2 separate regions of the Mus musculus genome follow, and region 2 is linked to region 1. The links are chromatin contacts, called in public promoter capture Hi-C maps. All regions are on one chromosome and are shown on one strand. The core of a region is the stretch at or near the end of the contact, and the rest is flanking DNA. Distances in the headings are between cores, read along the strand shown. Region 1 overlaps Mthfd1 (methylenetetrahydrofolate dehydrogenase (NADP+ dependent), methenyltetrahydrofolate cyclohydrolase, formyltetrahydrofolate synthase). Region 2 overlaps Ppp1r36 (protein phosphatase 1, regulatory subunit 36).

The links. Promoter capture Hi-C pulls out the DNA fragments that hold promoters and counts their contacts.
Region 2: a promoter capture Hi-C map of hippocampal neurons shows a contact between it and region 1, with 2.5 times the contacts expected there. The contact joins two enhancer-like sites. A contact is called at or near these places in 10 of 39 promoter capture datasets (the 3T3-L1 cell line, the C10 cell line, cranial neural crest and 6 more), 1 of 15 datasets of contacts at CTCF or cohesin (the NIH/3T3 cell line) and 3 of 9 other capture datasets (adipose tissue, liver and pancreatic islet).

The regions. Positions count from the first base shown.
Region 1 is chr12:76,299,056-76,302,595 of GRCm38.p6, reverse strand. Mthfd1 (methylenetetrahydrofolate dehydrogenase (NADP+ dependent), methenyltetrahydrofolate cyclohydrolase, formyltetrahydrofolate synthase) reads right to left here. Exons shown (of 28, transcript NM_138745.2): 17 at 2,132-2,208; 18 at 1,198-1,338. Among named protein-coding and RNA genes, the nearest start is that of Gm40443, 22 kb to the left of the region's middle. Within about 2 kb of position 1,990, at least 9 of the 459 cell types and tissues checked have an H3K27ac peak or open chromatin away from gene starts, as enhancers often do. A contact at or near this core is called in hippocampal neurons, where this site is marked.
Region 2 is chr12:76,429,360-76,432,899 of GRCm38.p6, reverse strand. The region is part of intron 6 of Ppp1r36 (protein phosphatase 1, regulatory subunit 36); the gene reads right to left. Among named protein-coding and RNA genes, the nearest start is that of Gm10451, 13 kb to the left of the region's middle. Within about 2 kb of position 2,004, at least 16 of the 459 cell types and tissues checked have an H3K27ac peak or open chromatin away from gene starts, as enhancers often do. A contact at or near this core is called in hippocampal neurons, where this site is marked.

The sequences.
Region 1 (3,540 bases), core at 741-3,240:
TATAACTTTGGTATCTGAGCAGAAATGGTGTATAAATCAAAATCAATGTATGTTTCCCAAAGCGGAAGCCAGAATACTAGCCAGAAGTCTAATTTCAACCCCCAAATCCAGCTCCTACTTTTAAGGCTTCTAATCGTCGCTAAACAAAACCAGTGGTGAACACCAAGCGAGATCGAGCAACGGTTCTCATTTATGTTCAACATTAATGCGGTTCTAAATTTAAGGTCTGGGTGTTAAAATTTAAAACACATATTAACAGTGAAAACAAAGTTAATATTTTCCTCCCTTTTTAAAAATTTGTCTGCCATCACGCCAGCTCTACTGGTATGTGTTGATACAAAGAGTCGTTTACATTTTGATCTAAAGCAGGTGAGGTGGCACATGCTTATGATCTGTTAGTTCTCAACCTGAACGTTATGACCCCTTGGCGAACCTCAATCTCTAAAAAATATGATTCATAACAGTAACAAAATTACAGTTATAAAATAGCAACAAAAATCATTTTATGGTTGGGGGCCACCGCAATGAAAGCAACTGTATCAAAGGGCTGTAGCATTAGGAGGATTGAGAACCATCATTATAATCTCAGAACTCGGGGGTGGGTGGGGCTAAACTAGATGGCTATTGATTTGGGGATAGCCTGGACTATATGGGCATAGTGGCAGACACTTTTAATTTCAGTACTTGGGAGGCAGAGTGGAACTCTGTGACATTCAGGCCAGCCTAGTATACATAGCCAGATATACATATATACATAGCGTTCCAGGACAGCCAGACATAGAGAGACCCTGTCTAAAGAGACAACAACAGCAAAACACTAAACAAGCAAATGAGAGAGAGACTCAGTTAGAAGACTATTGGCCAAACTGGCCATTGAGTCCTTCTAAACCAAGTGTCATGGGGAGGCAAACACTTGGGGGGGGACTCTAGATGGTCACATGATCTGTAGTCAGGGCTTGCTCAGGAAGACACTTGCAGGAAGAAAGCATCATTCAAGTCACCTGGCACTTGTGGCCTGTCATAAGAGCCCAACACTACTACCATCATTCGCTATGAAGAACGTCTAAAAATATAAATTTCATAACTTTTGCAATCAGTCAATCAGTTAATTGCATCATTTTGAGCAGAGCATAATCTCTGCTTTTAACAATCACTGAAAGACCCCGGGATGCTAGACCCTCCCTGCCTGTCACTCACCAGGTCTTCGCAACTGATAGGCTCCCCTTTCTTACTGGACGCTACCACCATTCTGCCCAGTCTCTCTCTCATGTCTTCCAGAGAGCTCGTGAGGGCCAGGACTGCCATGATCTCACTGGCCACAGAGATATCAAACTGGGCCTGTGGGCAGAGAGATAAAGAAGACCCTTTGTGTCAAACCAGGAGGAGGAATATCAGAGGCATCTCTTTTGGCTCAGACAAATAGCTAACAAGGATGGATTAGAAATAACTAAGTAATCTTCCAACAGTTGAGAAATTTATAATTGTTCAGAGGCCTTGAATAATCATTTTTTCTTAAAAGTCAGTGTTCTAGGGATTGTAGCATTGGGGCAGAGCACTTGCCCAGCATGCACAAAGCCCTGAACACCTGATCCCCAGCACCTCAGATAACAGGTGAGGTCGTACACGCTTATAATCCCAGCTCATGGAGGAGCAGAGTTCAAAGTCACCCTCGGCTATAATAAGCTTGAGGCCAGTCTGAGCTGCATAAGATCACCCTTAAAAATAAAAAGCTGTAGCATGGCCAGTGAGCTATCATTTTATCTCTGAGAAAGCAGCTTGGAATATTGGTTAGTTTCCCTAACACAAAGGGGACAAAACAGGTACTCTTACACTGAGGATATATACAGTCAAATGGCCACAGAAGAGAAACAATTTTAATTAATTTATATGCAAGAATATTCACTCGGGGTTCTCCACCTCCAGGAGAGAATGCTGGGGAAAACCACACAGGTGACACATGGATTTATTGCACAAGCTGTCAGGAGCGCTCCGTGCCACACCTACTCACTTCCATTTTAAAAGGGAGAAGGCAGAACAACACCTGCCGGTGTGGTCGTAGGGAGGCGATGGAGGAGGATGGAGGCAGCGAGAGCTAGTTCCCATGGAGCAATTACTGGAGATGAACAGTTACCGTGCGTGTGTGGCCTTTCTCTGTTGGAGACTGTCCAATTGTGATCTTCCTCAGGAATCTATCGTTGGTGTCCAACACTATGGCAGAAAGGGAGGGCAGGAACAGTGCTTAAGAAAAGGTACATGAATAAAGGAATGGGGATATAGTTCAGTGGTAAGGTAAAGAAAGGGAGGGAGGGAGGGAGGAGGGAGAAACACAGGGTAGATAGCACACACCTGGAACACCAGTACTCTGAGAGCTGAGGCAGGACAATAACAAAGTTATGGCTTTCCTGGGCTAGGGAGCATGACCCTGTCTCAAAAATAAATAATTCCATAGAGATGTAGGGCCCATAAAGCTAAAGGGAGGAACAGCATTTAGTATGTGTGCATGCACATGAGTATGTGTGTGTGTGTGTGTGTGTGTGTGTGTGTTGTTGTTGTTGTTGTTGTTCTTTCAGAGACAAGATCTCTATTATGAAGCTCTGGCAGCCCTGGAACTTACTATGTAGACCATACTGGCCTCAAATTTACAGAGATCCCCCTGTCCCTAACCTCCTGAATGTTGAGGTTGAAGGTGCGCATTACCATGTCCACTCTAGCAACAGAGTTTTAAAACAACAAATCTTGTCTAACGATAGCTTATTAATACTTGATTTCAGAAATGGTCTACAAAGCTAGACTACGGTGTAAGAGACACGGCCACAGGCCAGAAATGCAGAGAGATGGCACTTAAAGCAAAAGGAATTTGGAGTGGATAAACTTCGTTCCTTCTAAAGAATTCAAACAATTATGAAATCTGGACTCTACTTCAAAGCACATTCTATATTAGCAGAGAAACACAGAGTGACCCAGTTTATGAAAAAGCTGAGGTGTGGATTGTTCTGTGGGCGACTCGCTGACCATACACCCCACACAAGAGCCATCAACTCAGACCAAGTGCAGATGCCTGCAAAGAACTCTAGCTCTCAGGCCTGGCCTCTCCTTAGCACATTCTCTGGTGATGACAGACAGACTATATACCCACTAGTATAACCTCAGGTAACCTGGACAGGCCAACCACCAGCCGCCAAACCTCGCTCCCCAGGGCTCCATACCCCTCACTGTTTAGTGGACTCCTGCTTTTTCTTCCCCTATGTATAGAATCCAAAAAGACATATCTTTGCTGTGGGTTTACAGAACCAGGCTCCCAGAGCCCTTGGAATGTTAAGGAGGTGAAGTACCCCAGGAGTGGCATGGTCACCAGCAAGGACAAGAGTCTGGAGGGATGCAACTTTCAGCTCTATCTAGAGAAACTGATCCCCCACTGCACTGAGGAACAGAGGTAAAGTTGAAGACTTAGAATAACATCATCACACCACTGCTTGTTATCTATTTAGTTGTGTAAAACGATGACTTTTCAAGCTGGCTGAGACTCAGGGAGGAGGATGC
Region 2 (3,540 bases), core at 755-3,254, 130 kb before region 1:
ACTATTAAGATCAATAAATCGTTTATAAAACCCTGTTGAAAGTGGGAAGAAAAGGGGAAGCCATGAAGCCAAAGCACAAAGGAAAAACACAAAATCCCAGAATTCCAGGCAGAGCCCATCTGTTCCCACCCATGTGCCGAGCCTGAAAACCATCCCCTCTAGGATTTAGGACACGTGTCTTCAGTTCTGCCCATTGCTTCTAAAATTTATGTGTGGGAGTAGAGGAGACTGAGCATCATGTAGCCCAGGCTGGCCTTGAACCTACTGTGTAGCTGAGGACCACTATGAACACCTGTGAATCTGCTCTCTCTGCCTCCACCTCCCAAGTGCTGGGATTACAGACTGAACCACCATGATGGCTTTGTGTGTATTAAGCAAGCACTCTACCAACTAAGCTACATCCCCCACCCTTAAACATTCTTCAGACAGTTGATCCAGTGAGAGGTTCACCTGAACTGACAAACACAGTCCTTAGCACGCGAAGGGGTAGGGATGCAGTTTGTGCACAGGACCGTGCGTTCGACCCCTAGCTTCACCTAAAATGAAAACTGCGACACTGACAATCTTGTGGAAAGTGAAATATCACACACATTGCTGCCAAAATGAAGTTGGCATAATTCTATGAGAACAAAAAAACATTTGAAAGGGAATTTAAAGAGACATAGAAGTGATTGTACGTTTTGATCCCTCTTAGAAATTTATTCTTTAAAAAGCATTATCCAAAGTCAGACGGAGAAATTTTGTGAATGAAAACACACTGTTCTAAAAAACAAAACAAAACAAAAAGATATTCAGTTCTGAAAATCTGAGCTAGGCATGGTAGCACACACCCACAATCCCAGGACTTGACAGACTAGGCAGGAGGATCAGGAGTTCAAGATCAACCTCAGAGATATATTGATCATAAGGCCATACTGAACTAAATAAGACCATCTCAAAACCACCAAATTCAATACACAATAACAATTTTATAATAAATATATAACAAGTAACAAATTAATATATAAAATAAATAACAACTATTATTATTATTATTGAGACAGAGTGTCTCACTATGTAGCCCTGGTTGCCCTGGAACGTACTATGTAGATGAAGCTGGCCTCAAACTCATAAATATCCACCTGCCAATGTTTCCCAAGTCCTGGGATCAAAGGCAAGCACCAGCTGACCTACAGATATTATTTATCTATCAGAGAAACAGGTAATGTTCAAAATCCACAAACACAAGTGGCATGAGAGGAAAGCTCGCACGCAGCCAGTTATGACGTAAGGGCTTGGCAGTTACTGACTTTGCAGGACTGAAATCAATTCTTTTCCTCTGTGCAAACACCCTAACACAGTCTATATTTAACTCTGTTATAAAACGACTGATTTCCAGACACTTGAAAAATGAAAAGTTGTCATGATGTTCAGAACCCATAATCGAAGATTTGGGCTGCTTTGTTTTCCTATTTGGCTGTGTTCTGGTTAGTTTTCAGTGCATTTAAAAACTAGCTGGGAGACCTTTCTTCTCTATAACTTATAAGCTAATATGTAAAAGAAATGTCTTTGCTAGATCAGTAATGAGCCTCAGAGTTAAAAGAAATGGGAGAACAAAACCAGCCAAAGAGCTGGACAAACTCACTGAGCCCAGCTTGGGACTCTGAGGCTCCTCAAGTGTTGTAAGCCACAGTTGGCCTCAGCTGTGGATGCTGTCATAGAAACGCTTCGTGTTCTGGCTGCCCTGCTGGGAAATGCCACCCTGAAATAACACTCACTTTGCGAATCTCCTGGTGGCATCGCAGGGACAGCAGTGTCAGAAGTATTACAAAACTGCTATCCAGGGTCATCTATCAGTTCACAAACTGTTTCTCCAATGGCTTGGTCAGATACGGGGTTTTCTATTTTAAAAACATTCTGTAGCAACAAATCAATGGCCCTCCTCAGCATTCCTAACAGTGAAATCCCACAGAGGGGAGAACAGAACAGCCTGGGCACTTGGAAAGTTCCACAGCTTGTGAAAGGTCACCTAGCCTAGGAGGCAGTGTTGTGTTCTGGGCTCCAAGTTCCCAGAGTTTGTCTTTCAGCCACTGCTGCCTAACAGTGCAGTTAAGTTTTCTACGGACGTTCTCCCCCCAGCTAAATCTACTTAAAAAAAACAAAAACAAAAACAAAACCACTAACAATTTAGCTTTTTGTTACCAAACTCTTACAAACTTTTTAGCATGAATTTTGTAAGCATTTAAAAAAAAATGAGAGAGAGGGAGAGAGAGAAAGGGAGACGGAGCGAGAGAGCGCTGCACGGTTCCATGTTGAAGTCACTAGCTATATGTGCCTGCTGAGCACTCCTCTGAATTGAGGAGGCCATTAGAGATACTAGATTCAGGCTGGAGAGATGGCTCAGCAGTCAAGAGCACTGGTTGCTCTTCCAGGGGAGCCTGGTTCAATTCCCGGCACCCACATGTCTCTAACTCCAGTTCCAGAGGATCCGACACCCTAACACAGATGTACATGTAGGCAAATCACTGATGTACACGAAATGAGAGAGAAAGAGAGCAGATTCTAAAGATTACAGAAAAACGTAAAGTCTCCCATTGCTAGCCTCCCAGGGCTGGGGAGGTGGTTCAGTAGGTAAAGTGGTTGGTGCTCAGGCTTAAGGATCCAGCCTTGGATCCCCAGCATCCCTGTGTAAACTTGGCATGGTGGCAGACATCTGTGACCTCAGCTCTGTGGGGAAATGAGACAGACAAGTCCCTGGGGCCCTTGGCCAGCCAGTCTAGCTGAAAATCAGCAAGCTTACGGCAAGAATACAGTGAGAGGCCATGTCTCAAAACACATGGTGGGGGGCGTGGTGAAGCACGCCTTTAATCCCAACACTTGGGAGGCAGAGGCAGGCGGATTTCTGAGTTCGAGGCCAGCCTGGTCTACAGAGTGAGTTCCAGGACAGCCGAGGCTACACAGAGAAACCCTGTCTCGAAAAAACCAAACCAAACCAAACCAAAACAACAACAACAAAAAAAACACATGGTGGGAATGCTAGAGACCTCAGGCCTTCACATGCCCATGCGCATGTGCATGTGAGCATACTACCCCACTCCTACATGCATACACCACATGCATACACATGCATACACTATACACACTCACCTGCACATACAAATGCATGCACACACACATGTATATAGCATATATGTATGCACAAAGAAGGAATACAATTTTAAAAATAGAATTATTTTAAAATAGTAACATCCTAGTGTTGACTACATGTTATCATCATAATATTTTTAACTCAATAGGTTGGATAAAATAATTATTTAAATTAACTTTAGATAGATGTCATTTTGTATCTTTAAAAATAAAAACATTAAAATGTTTTATTATCAAAAATATTAAATAATATTAAAAATAAAAATTTCTAATAATGCATTAGAAAATTTTGGGTCCAGCAGCGGTGGTGGTGCAGGCCTCTAGTCTCAGCACTTGGGAGGCAGAGGCAGGTGGATCTCTGAGTTTGAGACCAGCCTGATGTACAAGAGCAAGTTCCAGGACAGCCAGGGCTAC